2 separate regions of the Mus musculus genome follow, and region 2 is linked to region 1. Evidence: chromatin contacts called from public promoter capture Hi-C data. All regions are on one chromosome and are shown on one strand. The core of a region is the stretch at or near the end of the contact, and the rest is flanking DNA. Distances in the headings are between cores, read along the strand shown.

The links. Promoter capture Hi-C pulls out the DNA fragments that hold promoters and counts their contacts.
Region 2: a promoter capture Hi-C map of cranial neural crest shows a contact between it and region 1. The contact joins the promoter of Rpl3 here to the promoter of Hgh1 in region 1. A contact is called at or near these places in 2 of 39 promoter capture datasets (cranial neural crest and pre-B cells).

Annotation. Positions count from the first base shown.
Region 1 is chr15:76,365,497-76,370,916 of GRCm38.p6, reverse strand. Hgh1 (HGH1 homolog) reads right to left here and starts at 2,019. Exons shown (of 6, transcript NM_021555.2): 1 at 1,348-2,019; 2 at 1,165-1,265; 3 at 963-1,061; 4 at 664-755; 5 at 463-585; 6 at 1-385. The coding sequence starts at 1,961. The coding sequence ends at 233.
Region 2 is chr15:80,081,051-80,086,394 of GRCm38.p6, reverse strand. It overlaps Rpl3 (ribosomal protein L3), which reads left to right and starts at 2,989. Exons shown (of 10, transcript NM_013762.2): 1 at 2,989-3,071; 2 at 3,813-4,005; 3 at 4,612-4,780. The coding sequence starts at 3,069. It overlaps Snord43 (small nucleolar RNA, C/D box 43), which reads left to right and starts at 3,489; the gene lies at 3,489-3,536. LOC115488570 (a small nucleolar RNA gene) reads left to right here and starts at 5,309; the gene lies at 5,309-5,344.

The DNA.
Region 1 (5,420 bases), core at 770-3,269:
AGCTCCAGTGACCACCGGCATCCTGCCTCATCTGTAGGCAGCTGTGACAGAACCCAGCCAGCTCCAGCTCAGTAGTGCAGCTCTGAACTATGTGCATTATTGCCGGTTGCAACAGGGCACAGGATTGGGCAGCACCCTTGGGCTTCTCACCATTTACTGGGCATTGACCCTAGAACCCTGCGCCAACACTGGCAAAGGTGGGTCTGAAGCTGGCATTCAGGCCAAAGGGGCTTCAGGTGTGTGGGGCACCGTTGCCTCTTAGCTCTTGAGCGAGCTCCTGTTGCTCTTGCTGGTCGAGCTCCTGGAGCTGTTGTTCCACGTCTTCAGGTACCTGCACCTCCAGCAGGTTTTCCATGCCAGCCTCTGGCTCATCACCAATAAGCACCTGCAAGAAGAGGAGGCAGGTGAGCGGGCTCATAAGCCATTGGCACTTGCCTAGCCTTTCTGACCCCCCGCACTCACCTGGATAAGTTTTTCGCAAGCCATCCGCACATCGGGCTCTGGCTCCCAGCTGTGCAGCTCTCGAAGGATCAAGTAGGCACCCTGGTCCCGTACCTGCTTCCGACCAGGTGCCGTGGCTGTCAGCTAGGAAGATGGAAAAAGGTTACTCGGATGCCAATACGGACTTGTGGAGAGGCACTAACACCCCAGGCCCCTGCTCACCAGCATGACGGCTTCGATGAGCATCTTCCGGATGTCAGCGTCCGGCTCCCGTTGCTTGTCTGGTGACAAGTACTGCAGGTCAACAGGCAGCTCTAGGAGTGAGGGTGGGAGACTATTGGTCCCTGTGCTGAACACCCAAGCCCTGCTCTGCCTGGGTGAGCCTTGTGTGTGTCTGTAACGACCCCCTCCTTAAAGGCTGCCGGACTGAGGGACTCCAGACCTGCACACCTCTCCATCTCCCTCTTGTAGTCTTCCCTCTAGCACCAGACAGCCCTGAGGCAACCACCCAAGTCACTCACGGTCCATTTCTTCCTCGGAAAACTCTTCAGGCCCAGCCAAGGGCAGTAGCAAAAAGGGGAGAATGTCGACTTGGGCCCCAAGTAACCACTTGTGATGTCCTGGAGGTGCGGACAAGGAAGGAGATCAGAATAATGGTCCGTTGGGTTCCCTAGGGTCCAATCCCCACCTTGGCAATGGCACCACCCCCTCCTTGTCACTCACGATGCTCAAAACAGCAATTCCGAAGTGTTCCCACCACCCCGCCCCTGCGCACCGAAGAATCTGTGTACTGGGTAAGAGGCAGCAGCCGTTGGACCACGCACCTGTTGAAAGAAGATATTCACTGCTGTCCTTGTTCACTTCCACTTCCCCACCTTCCCGCCCGCGCAGGCGACTGGGTTTCACCTGTCTGGGTCCAGGAGAAAAGCACGCACCTCCGCCTGCTGGCTAAGGTTGGAGAGCAGCGGCCCCAGGTAATGCAGGGGTGCGGCCGCGTTGTAGCTCGGCGTGCACAGCGCGTTGACAAGTCGCTCCAGACCCAACCGCTCCGGCTCAGCGGCCATCAGCTTCTCCATTAACGCAGCACACGGAGCCGGCTCGCGACTCAGGTTGGCCAGCACTGCAGCCGCCTCTTCAGCCCAGGGCCACTGAGGGTCCAACACGCAGCGCAGCAGGCGGGCGGGCAGCTCCGGGTCAGCCGCCAGCAGCTGCCAGTGCACATTGGGATCAGCAGCCAAGTTCACGAGCGCGCGGGAGGCATCGCGGGAAGGAGCTGGGGCCGGGGCCACCGCAAGGTCGACCAAGGCCCGCAACAACTCTGGCTGTCCGGCCAACAGCGTGCGGCCCGAGCCCGCACCAGTCAGCGCCAGCACGTGCTGCGCCGCGGCCGCCTGCAGGTCGGCTCGCGCTCCGAGCACCAGGAAGGGCAGCAGTTCCACCGCCTCCGTGTCCGCGCCAGCCTCCTGCTCTAGCAACCCTCGCTCACCAGAGAACCCCGAACCTACTCCCGGTCCCCGCATGCCGCCAGCAGTCTCAGTCACTTCTCGTGCCGGGGCCACCGCCGGAAAAGCGGAAGTCGTTAAAACCCTTCCGAGGCTGAGAACCTGGCTGAAGGGGGCGGGGCCGGTTTCAGCGCGAGGCATTGTGGGCCACAGTATTAGGCACCCCTTAAGCTGGTGCAGATGCACCCTCCCCCCCTTCCCATCATCATCACCACCACCACCAGATCCTTGCAAGGACTTTTCCGGCTGCCTATTGCGTGTTTGCTTTGCCAGGAGTCAGAACCACGCGACCAGCACGCATAATTTGAAGCGAAGCTCGGCAGCCGGTGATCCTGGTGTCCAGAGTGTTTGCTGCCACCTTTTAAACCTGGTTTCAGACATCCAGGAACCGGAGGGTGCAGGACTCTGCGATGAAAAGGCAGCTTTGGATCAGTCTCTGACTTTGCAGAGGGGCTAAATTTTTTTTTCTAGTGCATTTGTTAGGTCCTCTTCAGTGACAGAAGTCTGAGTCAAGCAGGCTTGGGCAAAGGGAACTAATAAATGAATCTATAGTTTGCAGGTTTGGGGGCACCTGGTGACAGACGCCCCTGCCAGCTCTTTAGAGCACTGTTCGGTTTCTGTCTTCCATACCTCGCTGCGTTTCTTTGCTTCTCAGTGGCTCCATATTACCTTCCACCGGCACATTTGTTAGCACAGATGGGAGGACACTGGCCTTCTTAGCTACGTAATCCCTAGCAGAAGATAATTTCAGTACTAGGATCTGTTCTGGGAAAGTATCCCATTTGGTGCTTCTTGTGCCTGTATTAGCAATTAGCTGCCTGGGGTCCTTGCTCTCTCAAATTAGAAATCTTGAGTTAGGGGTTTTTCCAGGGCTGGTCCTTGTCAGGTTTTTGTAGGAGATAGCCAGGAACCGCCACGGTTCCAGATCCTATGCAACCTTAGATACTGACTGGGATCCTTCCGGCTACAATGGCAAAGTGGTTAGGTCTGTGTAGGGCCAACTGTCCAGATTTCCCAGCTGTTGACAGCAGCTAGTGAGTTTCTAAGAAAAGGCTCCCTTGCCTCTGTTTTGTTTTGTTTTGGAGACAGTGCTGGCTGTCCTGGAACTCACTCTGTAGACCAGGCTGGCCTCAAACTCAGAAATCCACCTGCCTCTGCCTCCCAAGTGGTAGGACCAAAGGCGTGCGCCACCACTGCCCGGCTCCTTATCTTTTTATAAACGTGTCACTGTCTAATCTCACAACTGAGGAGGCTGAGGCAGGAAGGTCAGTGTAAGTTTGAGGCCAGCCTGAGCTATAAAATGAGCTGGTCTCAAAAGATTTTTCTCTTAAACAAAGTTAACTTTGTTAACTTGACACAAAATAGTCACCTAGAAAGGGAAGCTCAGTGACTTTAAATTAAGTTGGCCTATGGGCACATCTGTGGGGGCTTAATTAGTGGAAAGACGTTGCCCCCACTGTGATTGTTACCATTCCCTATAGGAAAGGGGTTTTATAAGTGTGGAAAAAGCAAGCATACTGACATGTAGGAATCATTGCTGTCTTCTGTGAGTGGAATGTGACTAGCTGTGTTGAGGACTATTCCCCAAGCACAGCTGGAGCCATTTTGTCCCATGCCTGCCAACCACTTCATATTATATTCCTGGTACAGAAAATAGTTTGACTCAGAGCAGGATCAAGTTGACCACATATTTTGTTATAAGGTTTCTTCTTAAGAAACTCCACAACAGGGCTGGTGAGATGGCTCAATGGGTAAGAGCACCCAACTGCTCTTCCGAAGGTTAGGAGTTCAAATCCCAGCAACCACATGGTGGCTCACAACCATCCGTAATGAGATCTGACTCCCTCTTCTGGGGTGTCTGAGGACAGCTACAGTGTACTTACATATAATAAATAAATAAATAAATAAATCTTTAAAAAAACAAAAACAAACAACAAAAAAAAAACTCCACAACAGGGCTGGAGAGATGGCTCAGCAGTTAAAAGCACTGGTTGCTTGTCCAAAGGTCCTAAGTTCAATTCCCAGCAACCACATGGTGGCTCACAACTGTCTATAATGAGAACTTGGACCCTCTTCTGGCACACAGGTGTACATCAGATACTCATACATTAAATAAAATTTTAAAAAATCCACTTATGACCAAATTAAAGATCAGTTTGAACTGATGTCTAAACTGTCAAAGTAGCTTGAGTAAAAACCAGTCACGCTACAGTACTTTCTACACCTGCATATGAGCTCATTGTGGGTTTTGCCTTTATAAACTGGCCCTGGGAAATATTTGGGGTTACAGTCTTAGCTCCCCGAATCTAGGCTGTGTGCCTGATTCATCAGTCCTGGCTGTGCACTCACTAAACTATTCCTTTAATAAAGTGAGACCAGGGGCTGGTGAGATGGCTCAGTGGGTAAGAGCACCTGACTGCTCTTCCGAAGGTCTGGAGTTCAAATCCCAGCAACCACATGGTGGCTCACAACCATCTGTAACAAGATCTGACGCCCTCTTCTGGAGTGTCTGAAGACAGCTACAGTGTACTTACATATAATAAATAATAATATATATATATATTCAAATATATATAATAAATAAATCTTTAAAAAAAAATAAAGTGAGACCAGGGGCTGGCAAGATGGCTCAGCGGTTAAGAGCACTAACTGCTCTTCCGAAGGTCCTGAGTTCAAATCCCAACAATCACCCATAGAGATCTGACGCCCTCTTCTGGCGAGTCTGGAGAGAACTACATTGTACTTAAGTATAATAATAAATCTTTGAGCTGGAGGGAGTCAGGGACTGAGTGAGTGGAGTTGACTGGAGTGAGCAGAGCCAACCGGAGCAAGCAGGCTTGACCTGAACAGCAGAGGTCCTAAAATTCAATTCCCAACAACCACATGAAGGCTCACAACTATCTGTAGAACTACCATGTACATGTAAAAAGAATAAAATAAACTGAGACCAGAGTGTCTACAGTTTGTACAGTGGTTCCTTGACCATAACAAGCTGCTCCAGGTTTCTGCTGCCTTGACTTCCCCACAATGATGGATTGCAACCTGGAATTGTGAGTCAAGTCCTCACAACTAAGACAAAAGCAATTTAAGTTGCTTTTGGTTGTTTTGTGTGACCCCGGCTGTCCTAGAACTCAATTTGTAGACTACGCTGGCCTCAAACTCAAGATCTTCCTGCCAAGTGTTGGATTAGGAGCATGACACCACACCTGGCTTTTTGGCTTTTGTATGTTTGGTTGGTTTTTGAGATGGGTTCTCTGTGTAGCCCTGACTGTCCAGGAACTCACTCTGTAGACCAGGCTGGCTTTAAACACAGTTTCCCAAGTACTAGAATTAAAGGCATGCACCAACACCACTGGGTTTGTTGGGGTGTTTTTATCTTGGCAACAGGAAACAGAAATTTTGCCCATGCTATGGCTGCTTGCTTGGGCAATTCATGATAGAAGTGATATTATTTGCACGAATAAGTGATCTGAAATG
Region 2 (5,344 bases), core at 1,740-4,239, 3.7 Mb before region 1:
AATTTCTAGCCCCAAAGTTCTAATTTTTTTTTCTTTCTTTCTTTCTTTCTTTCTTTTTTTTTTTTTTTTTGGTTTTTCAAGACAGGGTTTCTCTGTATAGCCCTGGCTGTTCTGGAACTTACTTTGTAGACCAGGCTGGCCTCGAACTCAGAAATCTGCCTGCCTCTGCCCCCGGAGTGCTGGGATTAAAGGCGTGTGCCACCACGCCCGGCCGGCAGTTCTAATTTTCTAAAGGCGTTAATTTTAAATTTTATTTGAGTCAGGGTCTCATTATATAGCCTTGTCTGACTTATAACTACCTACGTAGATCAGGTTGGCCTTGAACTCACAGAGATCTGCTTGCTCTGCCTCCTAAGTGCTGAAATTAAAGACATGTGGCCCTATACATGGCTTGAAGACTTGATTTTTTCTTTTCTTTTCTTTTCTTTTCTTTTTTTTTTTTTAAGATTTATTTATTTCTTACATGTAAGTACACTGTAGCTGTCTTCAGACACCCCAGAAGAGGGCATCAGATCTCATTACAGATGGTTGTGAGCCACCATGTGGTTTCTGGGATTTGAACTCAGGACCTTCGGAAGAGCAGTCAGTGCTCTTAAGTACTGAGCCATCTCTCCAGCCCCGACTTGATTTTTTCTAAATATATTTTAGAATCAGTTTATGAGTTTTCCCTAGTCTCATGTAGTAATCAAGGATACCTTTGATCCACTGACCCTGCAGCCTCTCTTACCAAAATTGCACCAACTTACCTGTCCTTATTCTAAATTGTTAAAGGAGGCTGCCTTGAAGACAGGACAGAACCAAAGAGCTTGAGAACTGCCACATGGCCAGGAAGTATTTGTGGACAGAGAACAGGATCAAAGATCAAAACCTGATTCCCAAAAGGCTGGTGTTACTTTTTGTTGTTGTTGTGTTTGTTTGTTTCTTGGTTTTTCAAGACAGGGTTTCTCTGTGTAGCCCTGGCTGTCCTGGAACTCATTTTGTAGACAAGGCTGGTCTCAAAATTCACCTGTGCCTCCCAAGTGCTGGGACTAAAGGTGTGTGCCACCATGCCCGGCTCCTACTCAAAATCTTACACATGGCAGCTTACAACTGTCTGTAACTCCAAGCTCTGACAGCCTCACACAGACATATGTGCAGACAAAATACTGATGCACATAAAATAAAAATAGATAAATTAAAAAAAAAAAAAGAAAGAGGGAAGGAAAGAAGGGCTGGAGAGGTGGCTCAGTGGTTAAGAGCATTGACTGCTCTTCCAGAGGTCCTGAGTTCAATTTTCAGCAACCACATGGTGGCTCACAACCATCTGTAATGAAATCCAATGCCCTGTTCTGGTGTGTCTGAAGACAGTGACAGTGTTCACACCTAAATAAAAAAGAAATAAATCTTAAAAAAAAAGAAAAGAAAAGAAAAGAAAGCCAGGACGGTGGTGGCGCACGCCTTTAATCCCAGCACTTGGGACGCAGAGGCAGGCAGATCTCTGAGTTCGAGGGCAGCCTGGAGCCTGGTCTACAGAGTGAGTTCCAGGACAGCCAAGGCTTCACAGAAAAACCCTGTCTAAAAAAAAAAAAAAAAAAAAAAAAAAGGAAGAAAAAATAATTCTTCTTTTGGGACTGGAGGGACGTCTTAGGAATTAAGGGCTCTTGCAGAGGACCAAGGTTTGGTTCCCAGCACAACAACCATCTGTAACTCCAGTTCCAGAGGGTTCCATACTCTCTTCAAATCTCCCCGGTACTGCACATATGTGGTGCACGTGCATAAATGAGGAAAGCACTCATAAATATAAAATTAAAAAGAGCTTATTTAAGATATTCTTAAGTGGCGCTCCTCCACTTTCAGAAATTATTTTTTAAATTTTAATAAACCTATGTTGCTGTTCGAAAAATAAATTCATTAAGAATCTTGATCTGGAGAGATGGTTCAGAAGTTAAGAAAACTTGTCATCCCACGGGACCCAGGTCTAGTTCACAGCATTAACAACGGTCCAGGGGGATCTGACACTATTTTGACTTTTTTTTTTTTTTTTTTTAGATTTATTTATTTAGTGTATATATGAGTATAGAGGTCACCTGATCCCATTACAGATGGTTATAGGCCACAATATCGTTGCTGGGAATTGAACTCAGAATATCTGGAAGAACAGTCAGTGCTCTTAACCATTGAGCTATCTCTCAAGCCCTTATTTTTTTTTAAAGATTTATTTTTATTTTATGTATATGAGTACACTGTCGCTGTCTCCAGACACATCAGAAGAGGGCATCGAATCCCAGTACAGGTGGCTATGAGCCACCATGTGGTCACTGGGAATTTAACTCAGGACCTCTGGAAGTGCAGTTGGTGTTCTTAACTGCTGAGCCATCTCTCCAGCCCGGTTTGACTTCTGAAAATGTCACGCACGCCCGTGGCGCACATTCGTACACACGGGGGGGGGGGAACCTCACACATTTGTAAATCTGAAATTAAGAACAAAATATGAACGGGACATGACATCTGGAGACTGAATTGGCAGAGACAGGACTTGAGGGAGATGTGCCCGAAATCATGGCGCATTAAAGGCATGGCTTGATTGGAAGACTGAGAGCAATGTTGGTGATCACATCAAAATCACTGGTTAGGTAAAAGAGCAGTTTCATTCAGTCTATCTTAAGAGCTCACGAGAACAACGCAGTCAGTTGTCTCACACTAAGCCTGCTTCAACGCCGTTGTTTTCGTTGCTGTGTGGGACTAGCCCTGTGTGATTCCGTTCTAGAAGTGAGAGGAAGCACAATGCCTCCATTTTTCTTCATTATCATGAAATTTGGCTGCTGCAGAACGCCGTAGTTCTTTACATTCTAAACCTCAGCGTCGACGAGGCGTTTCGCTAAGCTTGAACCCAATCATTCTCCGTAGACCCTATTTGTCAATCCTAGTGGGCGGGAAAAATGTGTGTAAAATGACATTCGATGCGCGCCCTTCGACCCGACGCCTATGCGTCAACACGTTCGCACGCTCAGGGGGCGGAGCCATCACTTGGCTTTATATAGCCTGCACTGGCTCCTGGTCGCTCTCTATCTGCGGCGTGTGGCGGCGAGATGGTACGTATGGCCATGCTGCCTTCTAACTTGGTCTCCTGTGGGCCTGGCTTGTATTCACCTCCCATCGGCGCCATCCCTGGCTCGCCAATCCTGAAAGGATGTAATAGGGGATCGATGTGAGGGCCGCGACCGTCCGGAAATTCAGGGACCTTAACGGCCTTACGGAGGATGTGTGTGGGACCGGCCTGGGCCTGTGTGCGACCCATTTGATATCAGCGTAATCCTAAGGGACTTATGGAATGGGCTGTTTTGTGCTTAATTCGAGGGTAGTGGTCAGTCTGGTAGGGATGGCCCAGGTCTTTAGGAATGCATTGGTTAAGTGGAGAAATTTGGCAAATCGGGTCGGGTCTCCATTTTGGAATGTTATAAGAGTGGAAGGTGCATCTCTAGAGTTCTCAGAAGCCACAAATGATGAACCTTTTGACGGGCGGACAGAAACTCTGTGCTGAATGTCAAGTTCTGATTTGGCTTTAGGAGGGAGTGTTTGAGGCCGACTTGCATTAGACTCCATCTTGATACGCCATGTTGCCATTTAGTCACATGGGATACTCTTGAAAGTTCACCCATCGAGGTTTTAGTATAACTAAGCTGTTTTGTGTTTGAAAGGCATGGAAACTAAAAGCATTAAGCTGAAGTCTTATTGCAGTCTGTCCTCTGATACAATTCCTTTAAATGTGGAACCCTCCTTTGGGCTTGATTGGAAGACTGAGAGCAATGTTGTGATCTCTCCCTTTACCTCAGTCTCACAGGAAATTCTCAGCTCCCAGGCATGGGTCCTTGGGCTTCCTGCCTCGCAAGCGCAGCAGCCGGCATCGTGGGAAAGTGAAGAGCTTCCCTAAGGATGACGCTTCCAAGCCCGTTCACCTCACAGCCTTTCTGGGTTACAAGGCTGGCATGACCCACATCGTCCGGGAAGTTGACAGGCCAGGATCTAGTATGTACAGTACTTCCTTGTCCAACTTGGGCTGTGTGTAATTTTGCCTGTAGTTACAGTAAATTCCCAAAGGAGCACAATAGCTTCATCCTGGGGTGCTTTGTGGTAAGTCTAGAACAAAGCCTGACTTAGTGTGGTAGTGCCCACACTAAGGGAGCCTAGAAGTGTTTTGGCCTAGCGAAATTTAACACAGATTCCTGTGCAGAGTCCTGTTGGGGTAGTTGGTTGTTTCCATGCCAGTGCCTGTTATCAACCCTAGGTACTCTGAAAAGGTAGACACATTTAACAAGTGTATTCTGGACATGAAACCAGACTAGTGATAAAGCTCCTCTTTGAGACAGTCTAGATAGCACATGGCATTTTGCTACTTCAGTGGTGATAGTCACCACCTGGCATGGTGCCTGTTAGCAGCCTTGCAAAGTAAGTGGAGGTTAGAAACTTTGGCTCAATTGTTAAAAGCTGCAGTTGGAGAGCCCGCAGTTCTGAAGAGCAGTCCTGGAAGGCCCAGTATTCTGATGCGGAGACAGCCATTCTGTCTAAATGGATGCTTGTATGTGCTGGGGTATTTGTGCTCCCACTGAAGCTTATGCCTGTTTGTCTTCACAGAGGTGAACAAGAAAGAAGTCGTGGAGGCTGTGACCATTGTGGAAACTCCCCCAATGGTGGTTGTGGGCATTGTGGGATATGTTGAGACCCCACGAGGCCTCCGGACCTTCAAGACTGTATTTGCTGAGCACATCAGCGATGAGTGTAAAAGGCGCTTCTATAAGAACTGGTAAGAGGCTCTTGGGTTCCCTTAGAAGTAAGGGACACTCTGAGCTGGGATGTAAAGTGAAGGAAGTTGGATCAAAGGTTTTTTGAACCAAAAGCTGACTGTTAACCCTTGAGGGTGCTGGTCAGTCCTGGTTAGCAGAAGTGTTAGAGTTGCTTTGACACTGAAGTGGCAGGGAAGCTGGAAAACAAGACATCCTGCATCTGGGCCTTAGTGTGAGGTAATCCTTTGAGGCTTGGATGCTGGCCTTGTCTGTACTAGATAGGTCCCCTGCCTCTGGCCTGAGCCCCTGACTTCCACTACTATGAGATGTGCCCCCAGATAAAGGGATGTTCTGGTGCCCTGGAGCAAGAGTTGTGTGTTGTGTATATTTGTGGCTTATATTAACCTGTGGACCTCTGCTCAGCTCCGCTCGGCTCTGCCCGATGAGCTTCATCCAGGCTCCGCTTGCCGGTGGAAAAGGCTCCTTAGAAGCCGGCAATGAGCCCCATCCCCAAATGGTGCCAGTCTGCCTTCCTCTCACCTGTTGCAAGGGTGATGAAGGCCTGCACCGGGCCCCTCCCCCAA